Linked DNA regions of Capsicum annuum: region 2 is linked to region 1. The links are chromatin contacts, called in public Hi-C maps. All regions are on one chromosome and are shown on one strand. The core of a region is the stretch at or near the end of the contact, and the rest is flanking DNA. Distances in the headings are between cores, read along the strand shown. Region 1 holds the start of LOC107843763 (tubulin beta-5 chain). Region 2 overlaps LOC107843764 (exosome complex component RRP43-like).

The links. Hi-C and Micro-C count contacts between places; a contact is called where the count stands out from the background.
Region 2: a Hi-C map of leaf shows a contact between it and region 1, with 2.0 times the contacts expected there. The contact joins the enhancer-like site here to the promoter of LOC107843763 in region 1. A contact is called at or near these places in 2 of 5 Hi-C or Micro-C datasets (leaf and placenta).

The regions. Positions count from the first base shown.
Region 1 is chr10:216,252,765-216,257,027 of UCD10Xv1.1, forward strand. LOC107843763 (tubulin beta-5 chain) reads left to right here and starts at 2,287. Exons shown (of 4, transcript XM_016688154.2): 1 at 2,287-2,564; 2 at 3,865-4,263. The coding sequence starts at 3,870.
Region 2 is chr10:216,306,191-216,310,453 of UCD10Xv1.1, forward strand. LOC107843764 (exosome complex component RRP43-like) reads right to left here. Exons shown (of 7, transcript XM_047397385.1): 7 at 2,843-3,844. The coding sequence ends at 3,444. Among protein-coding and RNA genes, the nearest start is that of LOC107843764, 5.3 kb to the right of the region's middle. Within about 2 kb of position 2,166, at least 1 of the 5 cell types and tissues checked has an H3K27ac peak or open chromatin away from gene starts, as enhancers often do. A contact at or near this core is called in leaf, where this site is marked.

The DNA.
Region 1 (4,263 bases), core at 1,037-3,536:
ACTATAATATAAGTTCTTATTAAATATCAACCAACCCCAATCATGTCACACCTCCAAGGGGTCGTTTGGTTTGTCAAATAGCAACTAGATTAATAATTCAAAAATTAATTATGCCTGAACTAATTACATTAACATATTTCTTGTCGAGTGTAATTGTTTATTGTTTCTGCTTCTTTGAGGTAGCGGTATGGTCTGCGTACATCTTACCTTCCCTAGACCTCACTTTGTGGGAATACACTGATTTGTTATTGTTGTTGTATTTGTTTATTGTATTGAGAATAACATAGATTGCATTATCAACAATAATATTGAATAGAGTGTAGAAGTATAAAACAAGTGTATGATGGCATTAATATCAATGATGAAGTCCAAATATGAAGATGTCATGAGCACACAAAGATGTCATAGATATTCAATATCTATCAACGTATAAGACATAATGTTAAATATAAAATAATATAATTTTTCGTTAAAGAAAATTCAAACGAACGTCATTCATCTTACTTGACTTCCGATCTTGATAAATATCATGATTTATTATGTATAAATAATATTGATACTAATTATACTTAGTACAACAAGCCAAACGAATCCTAGTTTTCGCAAAATGAAACTGCCGACTATAGGAGGACATCCAAGTAATTTCACAAACAAAGGACATAATCGTCATTAAAATATCTCCAACTATTATATTTTAATTTTTACCTATAATTCAAATCTCACCATTACAGATCTCATCATAGCCGTAGATTTCTCCATCAAAGGGGTCCACATTATAAATTAGAGCCCTTGATCTTTCCCTCTTACTCATATAAAATTGGATTAAAAAACACACTTAAATTTTTTATTTTTAAGTTTCATATCCAAACCATCAAGAGTGTGAAAAATACATCTAAACTATTACTCATTAGTTTGAAAAACACATCCTACAATAAATAAAAATCAATTAAAAATATTTAAAAAATGAAAAAAATAATGTATTAACAAAAAAAATAAAAATATATCACGTGAATTAATTTTTAATGCTAGACACACTTAAAGAGTTTGTAAGCAAATATTCTATTTTATCGGCTTTTAGGTGTGTTTATCAAATTAATAAGTGCTAATAATTTAAATATATTTTTTAAAGTAAAAGTGATAATTTAGGTATATTTTTCACACTTTTCATTAGTTTTGGTGGGAAACTCAAAAGAGGACGATTAGGTATGTTTTTAATACTTTATGAAATTCTCTTCTTAGCCTTCACTTCTCTCCCCCTCCCCCCTCCCCCGCTATACTTCTACTCTCTTGATCAAGGAATTAGCTTTCATAGACTCCACTTTATAAGATTAAATTAAGCATATTGTTATTGTAAAGGTAAAGTATTGAGAGTTAAACAAAATTATTTCAAGTAAAAATGTATTGTTATTTCGAAACAAAGTACCTAACAAAAATAAATATCATCATATGATCAACGATAATAATAATATATCCAGTAAAATTTTAACAGTGAGTCTTGAAGAAGATAAAGTGTATGCATGTCTTATCATTATCTCAAGAAGGTAGAAAGTCTGTTTTTCAAAAACTTTCGGTTCAAGTGTAGCAAATTCAGATACAAAAAAGAGGAACACAATGAAGATAAATATGATCACACGAAACTGTGCGGAATTTACTATACAAACAGTAATCCGCAGCAAATTTATGCAATGAAAACACAATAAACGACAACAAAGACAAATATCTATGGCTAAACCTTACACTATCATACTACGATTAGTGCACGACAACATTCTTACCCAACTAACCTTCTACTTTAATGCACATCCTCCACATACGTCATACCCTGTTTAATCACCTATCTTTAATGCTTCTTTGGTCTATCTCTACCCTTCTTCGTACCCTCTATATCCAACCTTTGCACCTCCTCACCGGGTGTCTGACCCTCGCCTCATTACATGTCTAAATAATCTCAGTCTCACTTTCCTTATCTTATCCATTACAGAGGTCACTCTCACTTTGTCTCGAATGACCTTATTTCTGATTCAATCATATTTTTAATATACGCACATATCCATCTCAACATTTTCATTTCTGCCATATGTATCTTTGATACATGAAAATTTTTAATTGGCCAACACTTCACCCTATACATTAATATTCGTCGAATCACCACTCTATAAAACTTAATTTTAAATTTTAATGATATCTTTTTATTAATATATTTGTTGTATTCTCATAGAAAATGGAGTATAGAGAGAGGCACATGGTAAGTAAAATAGGTAATCTAGGAGGACATCCAAATAATATCACATAACAAAGGACATAATCGTCACTAAAATATCTCCCAACAATTATATGTTACCTATAATTCAAATCTCACCATATTAGATCTCATCATAACCGTCGATTTCTCCATCAATGGGGTCCACATTACAAATTACAGCCCTTGATCTTTCCCTGTTACTCATATAAAATTCTCTCTTTAGCATTCCCTTCCCTCACCCCCCACACTCTCCATACTACTACTCTCTCGATCGAGTGAGTAGTTCCACTTCACACTTCCGTTTTCTTCCTGATTTTTTAAGGTATATTTTCTGTTTATTGTTTGCAGATCTATGAATTTTGAATTGCATTTGAAATTTTTGATTATTTTAATGATTTATATTGTGATTAGTGATTTTTTTGTCATTTCCATGTCTATCTGATGATTTTATGTTTATTGTTTGCTGATCTGTGATATTTTGAATTGCATTTGTAATTTTTGATACTTTTTGAATTTTTAATGATTTTTGTGAATTTTTTTTAATGATTTATATTGTGATTAGTGCTTTTTTGCCATTTTAAAATGATTTTTTGGTCATTTTCCTTGACTATTTAATGATTTTATGTTTATTGTTTGCTGATCTATGATATTTTGAAATGCAATTGTAGTTTTTGATCATTTTCATTGTGATTAATGATTTTTTGCTATCTTAAAATGTTTTATTTTATTTTTCTAATTTTTAGATCTATAATGTCTTATTGTGATTTTTTGAATTGTATTTGTGGTTTTTGATGATTTTTATTGTGATTAATGATTTTATGCTATCTTAAAATGAATTTGCTGTTGTATATTATGTCCATTTAATGATTTTCTGTTTATTGTTTGCAGATGTATGATTTATTTTAATTGCATTTGTGATTTTTGTTGATTTTTATTGTGATTAATGAATGATTTTGCTATGTTAAAATGATTTTTTTTTCTCATTTTCCTTGTGTACTTTGTGAAAATCCTGCACGTATGATTATATTCTTAGATCTATGATATCTTATTGTGATTTTTTGGATTGCATTTGTAATTCAAAAATCTCCTGCATTCAATTAAAATTTTAGATCTCTAATGTCTTATTGTGATTTATTGACTTGCATGTGTAATTCAAAAAATACTCCGTGTACAATAATAATTAGATCTATAATTTCTTATTCTGATTGATTGAATTGCATTTGTTATTCTGATGATTTTTATTGTGAGAGTTCACTGTTTGTTAGATCAAATTTCGTAGATTTGTTGTATTTTTGCTTAGGATATACCGTAGTTAGTTGATTTATGGAGATCTGTGTAAAGTGTGCGTTGTATAGATATTTGTGTGAATAACGTACTTGATTTTATTGAATGTTGGTTTGGATCAACATTTCGTAGCAATATTGATGCTATTTAAACACACATATTGCCTCAAGCTGGAATAGTTATATAGGGAAGTTTATAATTCAATTGGTGAATGTCATAGCGATCTATTTAATTTTGTGAAAATCAGATATATTTGATTGTGAATCATGAATTTTATAATTTATGTAGTGGTTTTTAATATAAGAGAAGAATAACTTGGAACATCTTGATAATTTCAGGAAAGATGAGAGAAATCCTTCACATCCAAGGTGGACAATGTGGAAACCAGATCGGATCAAAGTTCTGGGAAGTTGTATGTGATGAGCATGGAATTGATCCTACCGGACGCTATGTTGGAACCTCAGATCTTCAATTGGAACGTGTCAACGTGTATTACAATGAAGCCTCGTGTGGGAGGTTTGTTCCCCGTGCAGTGCTTATGGATCTCGAGCCTGGCACAATGGACAGTGTGAGAACTGGCCCTTATGGTCAGATATTTAGGCCTGATAACTTTGTTTTCGGTCAGTCAGGTGCTGGAAACAATTGGGCTAAGGGTCATTACACTGAGGGTGCAGAGCTTATTGACTCTGTTCTTGATGTCGTCAGAAAGGAGGCCGAGAATTGTGACTGTCTTCAAG
Region 2 (4,263 bases), core at 916-3,415, 53 kb after region 1:
AATAGACAAAAAAAGAAGTGTCAATCCTCACTTTTGAGGTATGCCACATCAGCATCCCTCTAATCCTCCTTTATATATATATATATTGATTGATGTGTTATACTTCAGTTATTTTATTAATTCTTAAAGTTATTACAACAATTGAAATGTGAAGCGGGCATTATTACATAATACTTTTTCTTACGCAATTTTTTTCAGTTTAGGCTCTATAATTAATCATAAGCTTTTCTTGATTGTAAGTTTTTTCAGATGAAAAGGGATTAAATGAGATATTTAATATTCATTTGTTGAACAAATTTTATGTTAAAAGAGATTTTCTAAATAGTAGGGAGCTATTCTTATTTCAATAGATTATATAAGCTTATGTGAGTTCTAATGTTATCTTGAAACGTCATCTAAAGAAATTATATTTTATTAAAATTAATTTTTATCAAACTCACTATTATTGTTTGAAAATTTAATATCCTATTATTTTAAAATTTAGTGACGTATTGTTTTTTACTGCAGTTAACTAGTTGTTATAATAAGGCCTAAAAATTACTACGGTTGATCTTGTATTAATATCATAGGGCATATAGAATGGTCCACATATACCAATGTACTACTATTTATGTACAGTGTACAAATAACCCCTGTTGCCAAAAAAGAAATAATCCAAAAACATACTACTGTTGGGTTATGCTTTTTGTTTTTTGACGTGGATATCCATCTAATTTTACTCTAGAAAAAAACTTAAATATGTGGAACAAGTGAGTTCTATTTTCCACAAGTGTAAAGAAGAACAACTGGTGCAGTAGTAGAAAAGAAAAGGAAAAAAAGAGACAAGAGGAAGCTGTAAAAAAAAAAAATGTGACAGTTTATGTGCATTCTGCAATGTTCATGCCATTTTAACTACTTTATGAAATATTGATAGTTGAAATCCCAAGTATAAGTTGGACAATAATTTTCGTATGAACCAATGTATTCAAGTATATAGGGTAACCACTAATATATAAATTTAACTTTTAAATAAATTCATTAATTAAACTAATTGATGTATAGGGATTGTAGCACAAAGGAATAATAAGGTTTATGTTGGTGGATTAAGAATTTGAAGAATTAATGAGCATGTGATGTATTTAAGGAGTAAGTAATTTAATACGGAGTAGATAAAAAATGCAACCGGTCGTTAGCCTATGCAAAAACTCAAAACAAAAAGCACTTTTACATCAGTTGTCTGCATGTATTTAGCACCAAACTTTTACATCTATTATCTCCCTATCTCTATTTGGCACAAAAGAAAAAAAAGTGTATCTCTTTCAACCTCACAGAAAAGTTTTTTTTTATATAAAAAAAGATAACTAGGAAAGGAAAGAATTTTGAGACTTTGATGGCTTTTGTTTTATTTTTGGATAAAAGAAAAATAAACATTGTGAAAATGTAAGTCACTAAAACCCAAGGACAAATTTATCAGTTTAAGAGGAAAATCAAAATGGAACAAAAATAATTAAAAAAAATTAGAGATTGTGAAGTTGTTTCCAATTTACTTTTATAATAGATTATGGTTATTTATAAGAGAAATAATAAGGCACTTAAATTGATACGTGGGCTAAATATTTTTTTCTTAACAATTTAACCTAAATATTTTTCTTTTTGTCTTATAAAATAATCATACTAATTATTTTCTTTAGAAAAAAAAAACAAAAACAAAGCAAGATAGTAGTAGATGAAAGAAACCTTTAACCGTCTACCAAAAAAAGAAAGAAAGAAAGAAAGAAAGCAAGAAAGGGAAAGATAGAGAAAGAAAATTAAGCAATGTCACTTGGGAAAGATATTTATCTAACCTTTTTATTTTGTTTTTAAATAAATGATACTGTATTTCAGACAATTCAAAAAGATATCAATTATATTCTCTTTTTCAAATAAATCTTTTATTAAAAAAATGAAGAATTTTTACTGTACTAAATAGCTACTATTAAATCTTTATCAGATAATTCTCTTTTTGAAGTGATTATTTTATTAAAGATAATTTAATAGAAAAAACTTTTTATTTTCTAGGAATGAATATTTTATAATGGCCATGTCCCAAATTTAAATAAGCCAGAACATGCTGTTGAATGCTATGGTGGAAGGAAAATCTCCTTTAGTCTATCTCCATATCAGAAATTGCTTCATTCAAGACATTCTGAAGCTCTTTAGCGCGACGCAATCCTGAAAATAGAACAAACATTTCTTGTAAAAAAGCGGTCAAGATATGATCTTTTGAACTAATAGTTACTGGAATATTTTGGGGAAGCGCTGTAGATACTGCACGATCAATAAGGAACTATGGAAAAATGTGTCTCCAATATCATTTGCTAACTTCATGCAGATCAGTTACGTATGTAATCTTTCAAGATGTATAACTATCGGATGCGGGTATCCAATGAGATGTCCAGCGGATTCCTGGGCCTTGACGAATGGCCGGCTACCTTTTACATTAGAAGAGCAAAAGGCCTAGTTAAAGCGTCTCTCAGATCAATTGCTAACTTCATGCAGATCAGTTACATATGTAACGCTATGCAAGTTTGTTAACATGCAACCTCCCCACTTTGCGCTCTTGGTAACTTGTATTACCAACCACGCAACTGGAGGTGGAGGTGTGAGTATCTTTTCTTTGCCTCAAGTCCTACCTCCTATGGTAATGTTTACTATGTTTCTTTCGTTTATACTTTCACTTGTGAAACAAACTGAAACTCTACCTCCTAATGATGTCGCGTTAGTGGGTTTGATCACCTTTTGAAGCACGTTGCCAGAAAACCATTTCAGGCCCATGGTTATGGAGAAAATTATTTTATCAAAGAACTTCCAAATCCATTATTCAGTTAACTTCTACGGTGTAATTCAGATGCAAAACAATATGTGAAACCAAACTCCCATTCCATTACAATCTATTATTGGTGACTGACTACTCATGACAAAAGCACCTAAAATGGGCAAAATCCCTTTTTATCTATCAACTATCAGTCAAAGCGGACAAACTTACTATTCGTCCGGTATACAGAGAGAAGCTAGGAGATAGAGGACAAAGGACATGAATTTGGATACTTTACCCATCCACTCCGTGATTCCCCCATCCGAAACCACAACTCCAAAAGTTTACGAAAGAAAACTATGGAGGAGGGGTGTTGGGAGACAAAGAAAAAGGAATAAATCCTCCCTTATCTATCCCTAAGTTTCTCGGACTCTCCAAAAATGTTGCCGCACCCCTGTTGGATCCTCCAAAATTGCAATACTTCTGAAGGATCCGACACGCACCCTATGCCATTTTTGCAATCTTAACGAGTGACAGCATAGATCTGTCCTACTGTATTCATAATGAGTGACATATCAAAGTAACAATCCATAGCGTTTTCTTGAAACTATCACACAACATAGGAAAACAGCATTATTTCTGCAATTTTAATACAAAGCTGAACAAAAAATTATCTCAATGTTTGTCTCAAATGTGCCTTATAAAGAAAAGAAAAGAAGAAGAAACCTTGCTGCTCATTTAGGTAAGCATTAATATTATGATGCAAACTAACCTGGATACCAGATGTATGGCCAAGAACTGGTCCACCTGGTTTATAAAGTGAAACAAGCTGGTAAGACAAATCCAATACCACAGTTACAACTGTTTCCATTATAGATTCTTCCTCCGCTGTAGGATCTGCGAGGATGTAGTTCTTGTCAAGTATGCATGTTAAGGAGAATGGTGGAGAGTTCAATTTGAGTTTTCTTTTCTCTTTATTCACAGGCTCCTTCTCCAATTTCAATTGGACAGTGTCCTCAGAAACGAGAACTATTTGCCCATCATCATTCAAAGACACTACTGGAATGTTCACTGCAAGAAATCCAGTTTATTTGTAAAATTACATGAACACTTAAGAATCAAGTTTTCCAAATTAATCATGTATAGCAATACATAACTCAGTGCAGACAATATTGAACATTTAAGAGGAAAAGCACCGTCCCCTCATCCCAAAAAAGGAGCAATTGACCTCCTGGGAAGGTTGCGACCTCAATAATATTAAAATAAAATCACATGACTGCACCTAACATGTGCACTCTTCCTCTCTTTCTTTCTATTGTCTTCATGACTGGCCTTCATTTAAGGTTTATTACATGACATATGCCGGCCAGATTGTTGCAGAGATTGGACATCATTGCTCCTTTAACATGGTAGCTAATAGCCCGAGGAACTTGCAGGGACAGCTGGCCCTCTTACATTTCATCTTATTACTTGTTGGCGAAGCTTGTATT